Linked DNA regions of Ovis aries: region 1 is linked to region 2. The links are chromatin contacts, called in public Hi-C maps. All regions are on one chromosome and are shown on one strand. Each heading gives the region's core, a stretch centred on a gene start, on an enhancer-like site or on the middle of the called end of the contact. The rest is flanking DNA. Distances are from core to core; before and after follow the strand shown.

Region 1 (7,182 bases), core at 3,947-6,446, 300 kb before region 2:
GAGTTCTACTCCCAATGCCTTCTTTGAGTCATTATGGAATTTAATTAACTATAACACCTATTAAAAACTGTTCATCAAGTATGACTCCTCTTAAAGTTTTGTGAAGTGCAAAGTGACTGTACATGCAAAAGTACAATCTAATGCTTTCTAATGAAGTGCTTGGTTCTTGAGTCAAATGAGATAATGCCATTTAAACTAAGCATCAAATCAGGACCCAACCTTATTTCTATGAGACATCTGATCTCAACATAACAAGCTCATTATCATTCAAGTTCAGCATATCCAAAATCTTGCATATTATCATCTACCTTCAAATCAAGTGTCCTCCCATTTCCCCATTTCTATTAAAAATAATATTTTCCCTCAAATTATCCATGTTCAAGGTTTTAAAATAACATGGATATTTTGTCTCCTTCATCCTCAATCTATTCAGTCATTAAATGTTGTCCATTCTTCTTGTAAGATTTTTACCTTCACCCCATTCTTTCAATCCATGTTTTCATTCCTAAATTTTTTAACAGGCCTCTAAATGGGTCTCTAGACCTCTAACATCTTTCTGGTCCTTTCACACTGAGCCTGTACAATGCTGCTGAATTTATCTTCCTGGTACATCAACTTTTCTGTGCAGTAGCCTCCAGTAATTCACAATGTCCACAAGTGAAATAGGCTTGGAACAGAACCTCTCTCATTCTGAACCCATTCTTTCTCTTTTAATCTCAACACTCCTCAGTAGGAGTCCCCAGGCCAGAATAAACTTATCTCTATCTTCTGGGCTCAGTAAGCATTTCCTCTGTTACTCTCTCTCTCTTCCCCTTTGCCCATCCAACTTCTAGTCATTCTCTATGTCAACTCCCAACTTATCTCCTTGCCATCCCATTTAACATAAGTTTCTCCCTTCTTGTGAGTTCCTACACAATTTCCTTCCTCAGTCTGATGATCAAATAATGCTGCATATTGCTATTTAGAGCTTAATAAGAATAATCTTTTATTCCAAACTAGGAAATAGACTCTTAAAGGGAAGCCTCAAAACTCATACTTCTTAGGAATTCTCCAAGTGATCTTCATAAAGGTGCTTTTAAAATACTTGTTAAAGAGATAATTAACCTAACATATAATTTCACTGACTATTAAAACAAATCAATATTTTTCTATTAAATATTGGAAATTTCTTTGATCCTGGAAAGCACCTTTAAACCCACAAAAATGTAACATTACAGATTAGAAACTTTTCTCTAAATCCAACATCAAAATAAACAATTTTTATAATGCCCCAAAGAAATACTATCAGAGAAATATACTTCAGGGTTCCAACACCCTTGATAAAGTCTATTAATTTTATTCTTTAGGGAGATTTTGCACTTCAACCTAAGAGCCAAAAGTTCACCAACACTCTTTATACAACTAAGAACATACAAAAACATCTCTCTAGAATGCTAACATTTAACTACTGCAAATATAGTTAAAGATTCTTAAAGGGATTTATCATCCATTGTGAAGATTTTGGTTTTTTCAAGAAGTGCTAAAAACTGGAAGACATTGTGTAACCTACAGACTTAAGCAGCAGGAAACAAAAATGCATCCAAATGAATAGAACTATTTCCTCCAGTAATTATCCATTAATGGTCAGTAAAATCTCCCCTATTTCCTGAAAGGGTTAAACTTGTCATATTGTCAGTTCCATCAAAGTAATTCCAAAACTTTAAAAGGGATAGAGGTAAACTCATCTGGTCCCCCCCCACAACCATTGCTGATCCCATGACCTTTGAGTTACCCACAAACTTTACCAATGCATAATTTTTAAACTAGTGAGTTTGGATTTCAATTCCTGTGGAGACAAAATACACATGCATGCCCAGGCTGCTGCACAGAAGAATTTGAATTTAAAACCTGAATGCAATTCTGCTTACAATAGCAAAATAATTCCAATTAAAGAACAACTTATATAGGTCAAGCAAATCCAAGAGAAAGACATGGTGTTATTCATCCACACATAGGCATTAAATGTTTGTGCAAAGCCAGGCAATTTGTTTTCAAGCCACTGTTAATCCTGTATCACTGGAATTAAATATAAAAAGGGCTGTGATGACAAAAAAATGGAAATATAAAACTGCTGAGTTTTACGTATCAAAACATGCAACAATATTTCAGGGTCATCTAGCATTAAGAAATTTTTAACAACATATGCAGTTTATCAACTAATGTCTCCAGGTACCTTACTCAAGAACTATCCAAAACGCCGCTAAAACCTTTCATCTAAATGACAAACTACCTCAATTATCATATCTCCATTAAATGTGTGTTATTGAGGAAAAATTGGTAAATCTTTTTCCTGAGCTGTAACTACAGTTAATTAAAGAATTGCTCAGATATCAGATTGACAGATTGTGCACATTTACAATAGGTAAGTATCAGGTAAGAAGTGCTATATACATCAGTGCTCCCATAAAGATAAATAACCCTTGTAATTTCTTGGATCTGAACTGCCTGCTACTGGAATTTGCTTCTTGCATCCTTTAAGTGTGTCATTAACCGAAAAAGGACAGAAAGATAAGTTTATTGTTGGATTTGAGGCAAATGACTTGGGAAATGCTCTTGGAAATCAAATTCTTCAATTCAATTTTAAATGTTCTAATATCCCTGGAGACCAAGGCTACATTTGTATTGGATTATATTTATTTCTATGACTTGGAATAACTAACCAAGGTTTCCACCTGAGGAGAGTTGCATTTTAAAAACATATCAGAATCTACAAAGATGAAATTGCAGAAATAATACTGATAATAATAATCTCTGTAGATGTATCTATATTCTCTCACAATCTAGGGAGAAAACTACAGATGAGAAGGATAATCTTCCATTTTGCAAATGTGCAACCTGATACCCAAGGATGCTAACCAGTATGTCCAAAGTTAGCTGAGACTAGAACCCAGCTGTTCAAATCCAGTCCTCCCTTTAACTCTTAGGCAACTTGCTTTTTTTTTCCTTTAAAGATATGTTTTAAAGTATGTTTGCTTTTTCAAAATTGTAGCCCTAATATGTGAATAGCTTGTTTTTTCACTTTTCTCACTTGATATTATGAACACTTCCTTATGGTTTTAAAAACATTAAACTATATTTTAATTGCTGTATTATACTCCATAATATAAACCCATAATAAATGAACTATTTTCATAGTATTTATTTATCTTGCTTCTAAATTTCTGATACCATAAATACCACTAAAATAAACATTTTTTTCATATAAATATTTATGTTCACCCTATTTAGGTTATATTCCTAAAAGAAAGCTGAGTATTGACAGATTGCTTCTCAGAGCTGGATACCAATTTATACTCCAAACCATCATACTGGTATTTATTATTATGTCTTGTTTTTAAAATTTATTAATACAACAGAAAAGACTGTATATCTATTGTTGCTTTAATTCACATCTCAGTGATTACTAAGACTAAATATTTTGTCATTCCTATTTCCCCTTTTGCAAATTACTCATTGTTTCTGTCCAGTTGAAATTGGGCTTTTATTGGTCTGTCTTACTAATGATAAAGAAATGAGCCCTTTGATATAGCTTTTTGCTACTATCCCCAGTAGATCACTTATCATTTGGTTTTTTAATGGAGCTTGTGTTGTACAAAATTTTTAACTTGTACGGAATGAAGTCTATTTTTCCTTTGTGATTTTTACATTTTTCTTAGAAAGTCCTTACCCATCCTAAGGAAAAAAAAAAAAAAAAGATTCTCTTGTATTTTCTTTGAGCTTCACAGTTGCTTTTCTACCAACCTTAGATTACCAGTGATTTACTGCTGAGTGAAAAGCAGAGAAAAATGATTTCATTTATTTGAGCTCCTGTGAACGGCAGTCTAGGAAAAAAAAAAATGCCATTTCACTCATAATTCTTTGGTTCTTATTTGCAAGGCTGGCCTAAAATGCCGTCTCTTTTGTGGGTTTTATATAACTCACCATTTGTTTCACTTGGCCCCTCTGCCTAGCTTAACTGCAAATCTTCTGGGCAGATGCCATTCAAAATCCAGAATTTCACCGTTAATAGCATTCAGTACCCGTCATAATACTTATCACTCAGCATTATCATTCGTGATACTAACATAAATAATTTTCCACTCTTCTTCACCTAAGTCCATTGAGAGAAAATATTTAGCAACAAGAGTTTAAAGTTAACATTAAAAGCACATATACCTAGCTTGTCTCTGAAGTAAAAAAATTTCCCTAGACGTTAAACAAGGAACAAGTTCTATATATTCAGCCGTACACACTTAGGCGTATAATAGACACATCAGTGTGTGTTTGCAGTGTGCATGTGTGTAATAGCTCACTAATCTTAAAAATAGGCTGAGACAGAAACATGGTTTGAAATCTCAGGCAGACTGGTTGAGATCATAACTGCATGAAACAACTGCCAGGAGGAGACCAGCAAGGGAATTGAACAGATTAGGTAACTCCGAAATTTAGACATTTCCCCCCATTATGTTCCTCATTGCAGTTTTGTAATAAAAACACGAGCAAACTTCAAAGGAAGCTCTGTAGTAAAGGTTAATTGCTACTAAAGAAGAGGGTGGGCCCGAGCGCTGGGACTTTGTGCCCAAGTGGCGAGCAGACAGGAAGGATTACACGTGGCTGCAAGCGGCGGATGCGTGCCCAGCTCCGCGAGCAAGGCAGGCGCTGCCAAACCTCAAGCCCCACCAGGGACCTCCTGGTAGGACGTGAGCGCATGAACACGAGTCCATGAGTCGGTGCCTGCTAATGGAGGGGCGGAGAGGGGAGGGGGAAGACATCAATTTCCTTCCAAAATTCAAACCGGACATGCTCTTCTTCCCTTGTTAGGACAATTCCAGAGCGGTGACCCAGGCCTGTTGGCGAGGAAGCGGAGGACCTGGGAGCCAGCTCTTCTGCACCAGCGACGCAGCCAATCACCATGTGCTGGGCTTGGGGAAAGGGTGGAGCCCAAGTCATGCCAGATGCACAAACAGAACAAAGAAGGAGGCTGTGCACCGGCCAGCAGGATAGTCTGTGAGAATGGCCCCAAGATAATGAAATTTAAGATCCCAACGAAAGGAAGAAAGGAAACTAGTAAAAGTGAGGGAAACGAATTTCCAGAAAACTGACTCAAACTAGCTGTGAAGGACCGTAGTAAGGGTCAGAGGCACAGGCTGGGAAAATCGAAGCATCTCATAGGCTTCCCAGGTGGCGCTATTGGTAAAGATCCCAGCAAGAGAGGTGGGTTGGATCCCTGGGTCAGGAGGATCTCCTGGAGGCGGGCATGGCAACCCACTCCAGTATGCTTGCCTGGAGAATCCCATGGACAGAGGAGCCAGACAGGCTACTGTCCATAGTGTCTTAAAGAGTCAGACACGACTGAAGCGACCTAGCAAGCATGAATAGGATGGAGGCTGCTGACGGAACTGGTCTTTAGAATGTGCTGCCTCCAAAGAGGAGTAACAAGTAGACATTGCGGAATCTGTTAACACTGGACTGCATTTGAAGAATCCGTGTCTCCAGAGAGCACTACTTATTGTGAAATAATGTATCAACATGGCTTGGCACATGGAATTTTTTTTAATTACCTTCTAACTTCCTTGCACCTTTAGTATTTGCTACTTCCTTGTACCAGAGTATTCCATTTCTTCCTTGTGGAATTTTTTCCTCCAGGGTTTTCTAAAAATATTTTATGTATGTGCTGTCAAAAAGACCCTAAAAGTATTAAAGAGTGTTGGGAGGCAAGCAAGGAAGATGGCAAAAAATACCACAGGGGTTGAAAGTAAAGGACCAAATCAGTGAACAAACGTTTGTCTTCTTCATTGGATTGCAGCATACCTCTCACTTATCCTGGAGTTTTAACTCTGGTTAAGAGTTTCTCCACTCTTCTCAAAATTTCACAGACATTTCACTAAAGAAGTATGTTTTGTGAATTTAACTGGTAGCTTCTAAGTTCTTATGAAATGAGTTTGACCGCTTCCAAAAGTTCCTCATCAGAGATGAAACTAAGCTTTTTAAAATGGGTTATGGAAAGAAATTGCCAGAAAATTCACAGTTGAGGCACCAATAAAGAAACCCTCTGGTATCTACTTACAGATCTAAAACAGCTAAAATAAAGACATTAAAGCTGTATGGGTACTACTCCAAGGAAAAACACGACCTGGTTAATGTTTGGCTCATTCTGTTGTTAAGGGAGACAGGATCTCCAATACCCACTGGAATGACCAGGTAAGAACAGACTTATCACATATCAGATATGGTTTCTCTTACGTTATAACTTTGTGCCGTGACTCCCTTCTAGTAAGACAAATTTTTTAGAGTCTTTAGGCAACCTTTGACCTGATGGCTTTTCTCCTAAGCTTTTTATATCCCCCAAGTGATTTTCCTTCAGATTCATTTAGAGTAAAATAGAAATGCCCTGAAATTATGTTGCAGCAGACTGGGTGGTTGCTCTCAGGCAGTCTGAAATGACCAGAGTACAGCCTTTCAGTATTCAAGCCATATCTACAGTAATTATTTGCCAGCATATCTAAAAGAAGGCAGGCATTTCCTGTTGCACACAAATGGGACACTCTTATCTAAATTACTGTTTAAACAGGTATTTAAGAAAAGACTATCACAGGCAGGAATTTACTGATGACGGAACACATTAGTTTAGGGCTGGACACATTAGTTGAGGACTCACCATTGTCAGGAAAGGAAGCGTATCAGCATCAGGAAGGTATAGGGAATATTTTATAACTCCTGTATGGGTCAAGTTGGCGGTTGTAAACTATGCCATTTGCACTCAGGAAAAGCAGGAATGGTACATGCCCAGATGTGGAGGTCTGGATTCAGCAATATGTCTTCCCTGCCCAGAGTAACCTTGAGCGCTTGAGAGTCATAGCTTTTGAGGGGTCTCTGATTCCCCTTTCATAAAATAAGCACATTGGACAAGTTCAGCCCCAGGTCCATTCCACTCAAGCAGTCCCAGTTCTACATAATGAAAACCAAAGAATGGTCCAAGTTTGGTGTACCAGAAGCTTATAAAATATATTTCCTGGTCTCTCCACTTCGGTCTCTCCCAAGATGTAACCTAGGAGAGCCTACACTCTGGCTGCCCAACTTTGTTCTAACCAGTGAAACTGGAATTTATTCCCAGTAGAGGCTTATAAAACTGGGCTGTTATTCTCACATTAAGTAGACTGCCCT
Region 2 (7,086 bases), core at 1,424-3,923:
ATCCTTAGAAACACTAGACACAAAATAAACGGGTCTCCCACTGGATGAATGACAAGTATCCTCAGATAGGAAACCAGACTCGGTTTCTGGATGTTGAGTGGGCTGTGCGTGCGGGAATGTTTGAATTCGGCAGCGAACAACTTGGTAATTAAAATAGTTGAAAAAGTTGCCCAAGAAAATTTGAAGGGTTTTGTGTTTGTTCTGCTTTCACTTCGGCGGATACCAGGCAATGAGGCGCGCGAAGGGTTCGGCTTTCATTTCACAACTTAGGCAGAGTTGAAAGCGGCTCTCAACCCCCCGCTTCGTCCGCGCAACCACACACACACACACACACACACACACACACACCCCTAAACTTCAGTCGGAATTGAAGCCCACAGGCCTGCAAGCATATATGTACATTTATTCCTCCTCAGATGAAAATAAAGACATCGGCCCCATTAAACGCGAACAGGAAAAACAGGAGTTCCACGGGCGCGCTTTGACACTGTCGCAGCTAAGTAAAATGAACAATATCCAAAAGAGAAACAAATGGACTGATGGCCCAAGGACTCCTATATATAGCTTGATCCCTGAGACCAGACCGAAAGGAAACATATTTGGGCGAGAGGGAGTGCTTGGGTGAGGACTGAAAGAAGCACTGGAAAGGCGCCTAAGATGACAGCATCTCGCTGGGCTAGACCGCGGATTCTCACCACCAAAGAAACCAAGCCGCCCGAGGTGCCGCTGCCCTACGCGCGGCTGCGGCGGAGACACCAAAGGCGGGAAGGCTCGGGGCTTTACTTGGCTTTAATATGCAGGGGTGGGGGAGACTAGGGGTTCACTTAGGAGAAGCATCCTACCCACCACCCTATCTCTACGTTCTCTGACCCACACGCAAAACAAGAGAATTATGTTTTCAGCGAGAGGGAGAGCGAACAGCGGCCTGTGCTTTGCCGAGGCTGCTGCAGCCCCGCGTGCTGACACCTTGCGGAGGAGCGCTTTGAACTCCCCGGATCGCTCCGGGACTCGGCACCGCCGGGTCCCCTTAGACTCGACGTAGAAGCATTTGGACAAATCCAGTCCCGTCGCCTATACTCCCGGCTGATGCTACCGATTTCCCGGACAGTCTCGGCTCTGCAGGCAATGCCGGCCGAAGCCACCCAACACTTCGGCGAGAAGCATGGGGGATGGGAGTCCCGTCGCCCCTGCCCCGAACTCAATCGCCCTCTTCCCGCGTGACCAAGGCCGCTCCACGCCGGGCAGGCAGGGGGCGCCGGGGAGGGTTAGTGACCCAAGACCTCGGCTGCGTCCAGAAACAGCGCGGGAGGCTCCGCCGCGCCCTCTCCGAGCCCAGTGTCCCCGCAGCCCGCCCCCTGGGGGTCACTCGGCGCCCTGCCATCCTGGAGCTCGCAGGCCGGAGCGCGCCCTTTCGGCCTCCTTCTCCTCGACTGCTGTCGCCGCTGGCTGCGCGCCCTCTACTCCGCGCTCTCCAGGCGCTCGCGGGGCCTCTTCTCTCCCCACCTGCCCGCGGCTCGGCGGAGCTGGTAGCTCGGCTCTGCCCGCGCCACCGCCCCCCCTCGCCACCACACACACACACACACACCCTCGTCTCCCCCACTCCCCACCCCAGTCCTCCCGCCGCGCCGCGCACGCTGGAGAACACGGCAGAGCGCACAGCGCCCACTACCGCAACAGCCGCTCGGCGCAGCCCGCCAGCCCGCGCAACTTCCAGCGGCCGCCTCGCAACTTTTCCCAACTCCACCACGGCTGCCCGCCGCCGCTGCCGCCACTGTAGCTCCCTCCGAGCCTTCCACCCACCCCAAACCCCAGAAACAAACCGAGGCGCGAAAAAGTCTTCTTTCCCCAGCCCGATGCCCCCCCCTCGATCCCCCACTCCCCCTCCCACACCCGGGACTAGCTGGTTGGCCAGAGGCAACTCTCCTCCGCCTGGGGGGAAGGAGAGGGGAGGGGGAGACTCTCGCATCTCCTCTCCCCCCCCCCCCCCCCACCCACCCCACCCCTTCCCGCTCGCTCTCGCTCTCTCTCCTCCCTCCCACCCAGGTCTTTGCTGCCCCCACCCCCACCCCCACCCCGGGGTTGCCACAGCTGGCCCGCGCACTGGGCTCGAGGGTTGCCCCGGCTCCTCTGGCGCCCAAACAAGGAGCTAGAGCGCGGGCAGCCGGCGCGGAGGCTGAGACTGGCAGGTTGCTGGAGCTGCTCTGCGCCTGCCCTCCACCCGGGGCCCCGGCGCGAGAGGCAGCCCCGCTCTCCCTCCCGGAGCGCTGTAGACAGATATGCAAGATGGCAGAGGAGGGGGAAATCCAATAGAAAAGGGATATTGCACCTACTTGTGGCCAGTTTCCTTGCCCTGCCTTTGGATCTCATGCTGTGCCCAGTCCTGCAGCCGCTGGTGTGTGGTTGGGGTTTTTTTTTCTTGGATCTTTTCCTTCTTTTGCTCTCCCTCTCGCTCCCTCCCTCTCCTCTCTCTCTCCCTCTCTCTCTCTCTCTCTTACACACACACACTCACACACACTCTCTCTCTCTTACACACACTCACTCTCTGTCTTTCCCTCTTTCACTCTCTCTCCCTCCCTCTCTCCCTTTCTCTCAATCCACACTCGCTATCTCTCCAGCATTGTCAGTTTGGACACCTTCGCACATGCGCGCTAGACGCCCCTCCAACATCTCAGCGCCGCCAAAAAAAGTTTGGAGCGATTTATCACTTTGATTTGGAGATCTTGTCAGATGGCAATCGCCGAGGAGGCGGAGAAAGGGAGCCATGGGGAGGGCGGCGGGGGGCGGGGAACGAGCGCAGGGAGTCGGAGGGGAGCAGACACCTCGCCCAGAAAAAGAAAAAAAAAAAAAAGGAACGAAAAGGCTCGGGCAAAGGATTGATTTCATGTTGAAATTACCAATAAGCCTGTATCATTAACATTATTGTTTTTCCCACCATAAATTGCAGGACATTTTCTGTACGGTCCTTGGGGGAAAGCAAGGAGTAGGGGGAGGGGAGGGGACTTCTAAAAATGTTTCCCACACTAAAGAACTAGAAGGACCGGACTCTCGGAGAGCGATCCAGGAGAAAGTGAGAATCATCCTGAACTTCGGGAAATCTGCGGCGGCTACTACTGCTACTGAAGCTATTGCGGCTTCTGCTTTCAGAGCTGAAAGCAGAATAAATAACTGCTTCTTCCTTGATTTTAGGTGTAATGCTAATACTTCCTGCCATCCTTGGAACATGTCAGTTGCTGGTCTATTCCCACCAAGTAATAATGATCACCCTTGATTCCCAGGTCCGGGAACCTTGGGCATTTGACATCCAAGACCTTCTTTTTGCCTTCCCTGAGGTCGGCTGTCACCTTCCGGCCTCCCCCACCGCTGCCCCTGTCGCCTCCTGCTGCAGCTCAGCCTGTCTGCCATTTCACTCATTCGCTTAAACCCACGACCTCCCGGGTCATAAAGAAGAGGTAGGAGAGAGATTCCCCCATCACCACCACTTTTAAAAAAATACATTATTGAAATTTTGCTTTTAATTACAGGATTTACCAAAGAAGTGGGCACGCAGAAATGGGGACCTCTTAAAGGAGCTAGCTGTGTTTAAGGTATGAATAAATCCCGAGTAAGTGTGGATTTTCTTTTGGTACAGCCTCCTTACCTTAGTTTTGTTCAATATCTTCCATGAGCTATTTATGTCCCCATTAATATCTGTTGCAAATCCTGCCAGACACCGTAAAAGAAAATCACAATTTTTTTCTCTGTGCTACAGTGATACATCCTTGATGTTCAAGTTAAAGGAAAGAGAAAAGAATAGCAGGTTCTGGGCATGAGTTTAAGGCACGGTAGGGGAAGGAAGATAACAGAGAATGCCCAACTCTACCTGTTGTCATTTATTGTCAAAACTAGGAACAAATAGCAAGGTTCAACCCCAAATGGGACTATCCATCAATGGCTCGCAAATATCTTTATTCCAGAAAATTGAAATGTGAAATATTCAGCTTGGCAAGGATGCCCATCACTTCTGTTTGTCCAGAGCTGTGTAATTCTGGGAGCATTTGGCTGTCAGTACAGGTCCCTGGAGAAGCAAGCTACAAGACCCAAGGGAGACAGATGTGTAATGTTGAAATGTGAGGTAGGGGAGGGGGAGATGGAACAGGGTGATGAAAAAATTACACAGGGTAGGAGTAAAACAGTTTCCAAAAGAGAAGACTCTGGTGCCCACACACATGGGTACAAGAGAACTCTTTCATCCCCTCTGAAGTAAAGAGGCAAGTTTGGGTGGGGGTGTTTCCATTCCTTCTACAACTACTATTGCTCTCTGCATACAGGTGGTGTGCTCATACATTTGGCCGGTGCAAAATGACCAAGCACTTCAGCATTCTGAATGTCAATGCCGGAAGTCTATGACTGAGTTCACTAGTTTCCCTCAGTGTACATGAAGGCAAGCCTTCCCTCCAACCAGAAAAGGTCCTCAGAGGAAAAGGAGAAATGGGAGTTGAGAGCTTTCACCAAAGAAAGTAAAATCTCTAGGGAGAGAAACGCACTAGACTGACTGGCTAGAAGTGCATAGATACAGCTTCTGATCAGTTTAAAGGACTCTCTGGGGACCCTCACCTAGGCCAGAGGATAGAGAGGCAGTCCAGAGGACCAAGCCCCTCCCAGCTATCCAAACCTAAAGGTCTTTGACCTTCAGGAAGGATGGTAGAGTTCACCAAGGACGTTTAAGAGCACCTGGACATGAGGAGGCTCTGCCTGAGAGGTTTCATTTCACCTTCTCACTCTGGGGAACTTAAAAAATAAATAAAAGAAGTTAATATTGCCCCTTGTACTATTCTACTTAATTCCTTTTATCTCATGCCCTGGGTGGGGGTGGACGTCTATATTTGGGTCCCGTTGCAGAAAGGGGGTTAAGAGAAGTGATGGGCAATTTTATAGAAAATGAAGGGACCATGGAATCAAACCCAAGTAAAAACAAGACCCACATGTGAAGCTGCAGCCCTTGTTTCTGCTGAAAAATTATAAACCACAGTGGCGGACCAGGGGTTGGGGTGGGGGCTGTGAGAATTGGGTGGGATACGGAAAGCTAAAGAAATTCAAAACTGATTTCCCCCCAACTTTAGAGATCTCTGTCCTGAAAGCCTTTCTAGAGGGCAGGGGGTGTGGGGAGTGAGGCATGGCCAGGGCACACACCCCTCCTGATTTTTCAAATCCCTGGGGTCACGGTGGCTTCAGCGCATGGGTCTTCAGCCTGGTCTTTCCGAGAGTTTCCGACAGGAGTGAAGCCAACATATTCTAACTGAAAAAATAAACACAAACTCCTCTGTGTCCTTGGGCCAAAGCACTGTGAAAAAATCAGGCATCATACTTGTGGATGTTGTTTAATAAAAGTACTCACAGAATCATCGCTTTTGTTTTCAAACCTGAAAACTGGATTTCTTTTCTTTTTCTTTTTATTTCTTTCTTTTATCATGTGCTTTCTGCCCTGAGTGTTAATAAAAGAACTGACGTGCTAGTTCAAGTGTGTTTAACCTGATGGAGCAAATGCCAGCAGCCACGGACCGCGCTCACCGCCTGCAGCGCCACTACCCCCTGAGCGCCAACCCTGGCGGGTTCCCACTCCCCCGTACCAGGACCCCGTCAGGTCCACCTGACCCAAGTCTCAGCCGTGAGACCCAACAGGTGACTTTCTGTTCAGCGGCCCCTGAGGTTCCCGACACCCTTTGACGTCCCGTCTAAGCTGTTGCTGGCCCAAGAGAAAAGAGGCCTCCAACAAGTTGTTGGAGCTGCAGTCGCTGCCTGCATCCGCACCGTCCGCCTTTCCCTCTCCTCCTGAAATTCGTTTCCTTAAGGGGCAGTAGACTGGGTCCCAGGTTTTCTTGCGTTTCCTCCCACGGAAACGGGCATCCTGGAAACAGTGCGTCCTTGGAAAGTCGATGAGTTTACGGGCTGTTTGGATTTGCTTGTTTTATTACTGTCGTGGTTTTTTTTTTTCTTTCGGATTTTTTTTTCTATAACAGAAGCAGAGAACACGAGCTGGGAGCTGGAGGAAAGATGGGTCGTTGAAGAAGAGAACAGGACAAGCATATCTCTTTTCCAGCTATGTTTCTTTAGTTAAGGCTAGAAACAGCAAAGAACCGATTTTCAATAAATTACATGCAACAGGAAATTTTCCTTTCCTCGCATTATAATTGAACCAGCCCCACGGTATCTTTGAAAAAAAGTTTGAATTCTTTAAGGAGCTATTTCTTGGCCTATTGTCTTTGTGCAGTGAACTTTACATCTTGCTATTCAATCACAACCTATATTCTGCTGGCTACCAGCAAGATTAATTTAATCATTGTAATGCAATTATTAATACTGTTTACCCAACGCTGGGTTTCAGGTTGGCTGTTAAGAAATTAAACTCTCGCTGGGTGACCAGAGCTAGGCAGGGGTTTCTTCATGTTGAAATGAAACAGTCCTCTTTATTTAGTCTCAGAGCTCTAGCTTTCGGCCACCAGCTCAATTAGCCAAAATGGAAACAATTTTCATTCATTGCAATAACTCACTGTTCTTGAGATCGCTTTCAAAATACACACTTTATTATTATACGCTGACCTCCGTGGCGTGGAGTGGCAATAAAAGAAAGAGGCAGGGAGATCTATCTAGCCCCCTTCGGCTATAATTATTAGAAATTAATTGGGTTCAGGACCCTAGGTAGTCTAGCTAAATTAATAGCTTGTCTAGTGGTTAAAATCCGAATTTTTAGTTCACGGGAGAGAAAGAGAGAGAGCCACAGACATGAAATGCAGACCCAAGGGACGCCTGAGTTTACTTGCAAGACGCTCATCTATTAAATAGTGTCCAGAATACATTTGAGTTGGGGAGAGGGGCCCGGAGTTGGAGGGGGCGGGAGCCAGAAGAAAGAAAGGAGCGAGATGGGGAGGGTGGCTACGACTGAGCAAAAGGTCTCGAGTTGATTTTATTCGATTTTTCTTGTGTGCATTGTTTTCGGGAGGGGTTGCATTTAGGGGTTAAAATAAAAAATAAAGATCCCGTGTACTCGGAGCTGTCGTGCCGGAGTAAAAGTGAAAAGGGAGCCTTAGGCAAAAGGAAATTACTGCGAGC

The links. Hi-C and Micro-C count contacts between places; a contact is called where the count stands out from the background.
Region 1: a Hi-C map of tail adipose tissue shows a contact between it and region 2, with 5 times the contacts expected there. The contact joins the enhancer-like site here to the promoter of MECOM in region 2. A contact is called at or near these places in 5 of 16 Hi-C or Micro-C datasets (hypothalamus, muscle, omental adipose tissue and 1 more).

Annotation. Positions count from the first base shown.
Region 1 is chr1:218,660,020-218,667,201 of ARS-UI_Ramb_v3.0, reverse strand. The region is part of intron 1 of MECOM (MDS1 and EVI1 complex locus); the gene reads right to left. Among named protein-coding and RNA genes, the nearest start is that of MECOM, 300 kb to the right of the region's middle. Within about 2 kb of position 5,196, at least 11 of the 54 cell types and tissues checked have an H3K27ac peak or open chromatin away from gene starts, as enhancers often do. A contact at or near this core is called in tail adipose tissue, where this site is marked.
Region 2 is chr1:218,361,695-218,368,780 of ARS-UI_Ramb_v3.0, reverse strand. MECOM (MDS1 and EVI1 complex locus) reads right to left here and starts at 2,673. Exons shown (of 15, transcript XM_060394109.1): 1 at 2,331-2,673. The coding sequence starts at 2,367. LOC121816976 reads left to right here. Exons shown (of 3, transcript XR_009595139.1): 1 at 1-2,392; 2 at 3,522-3,584; 3 at 5,997-6,145.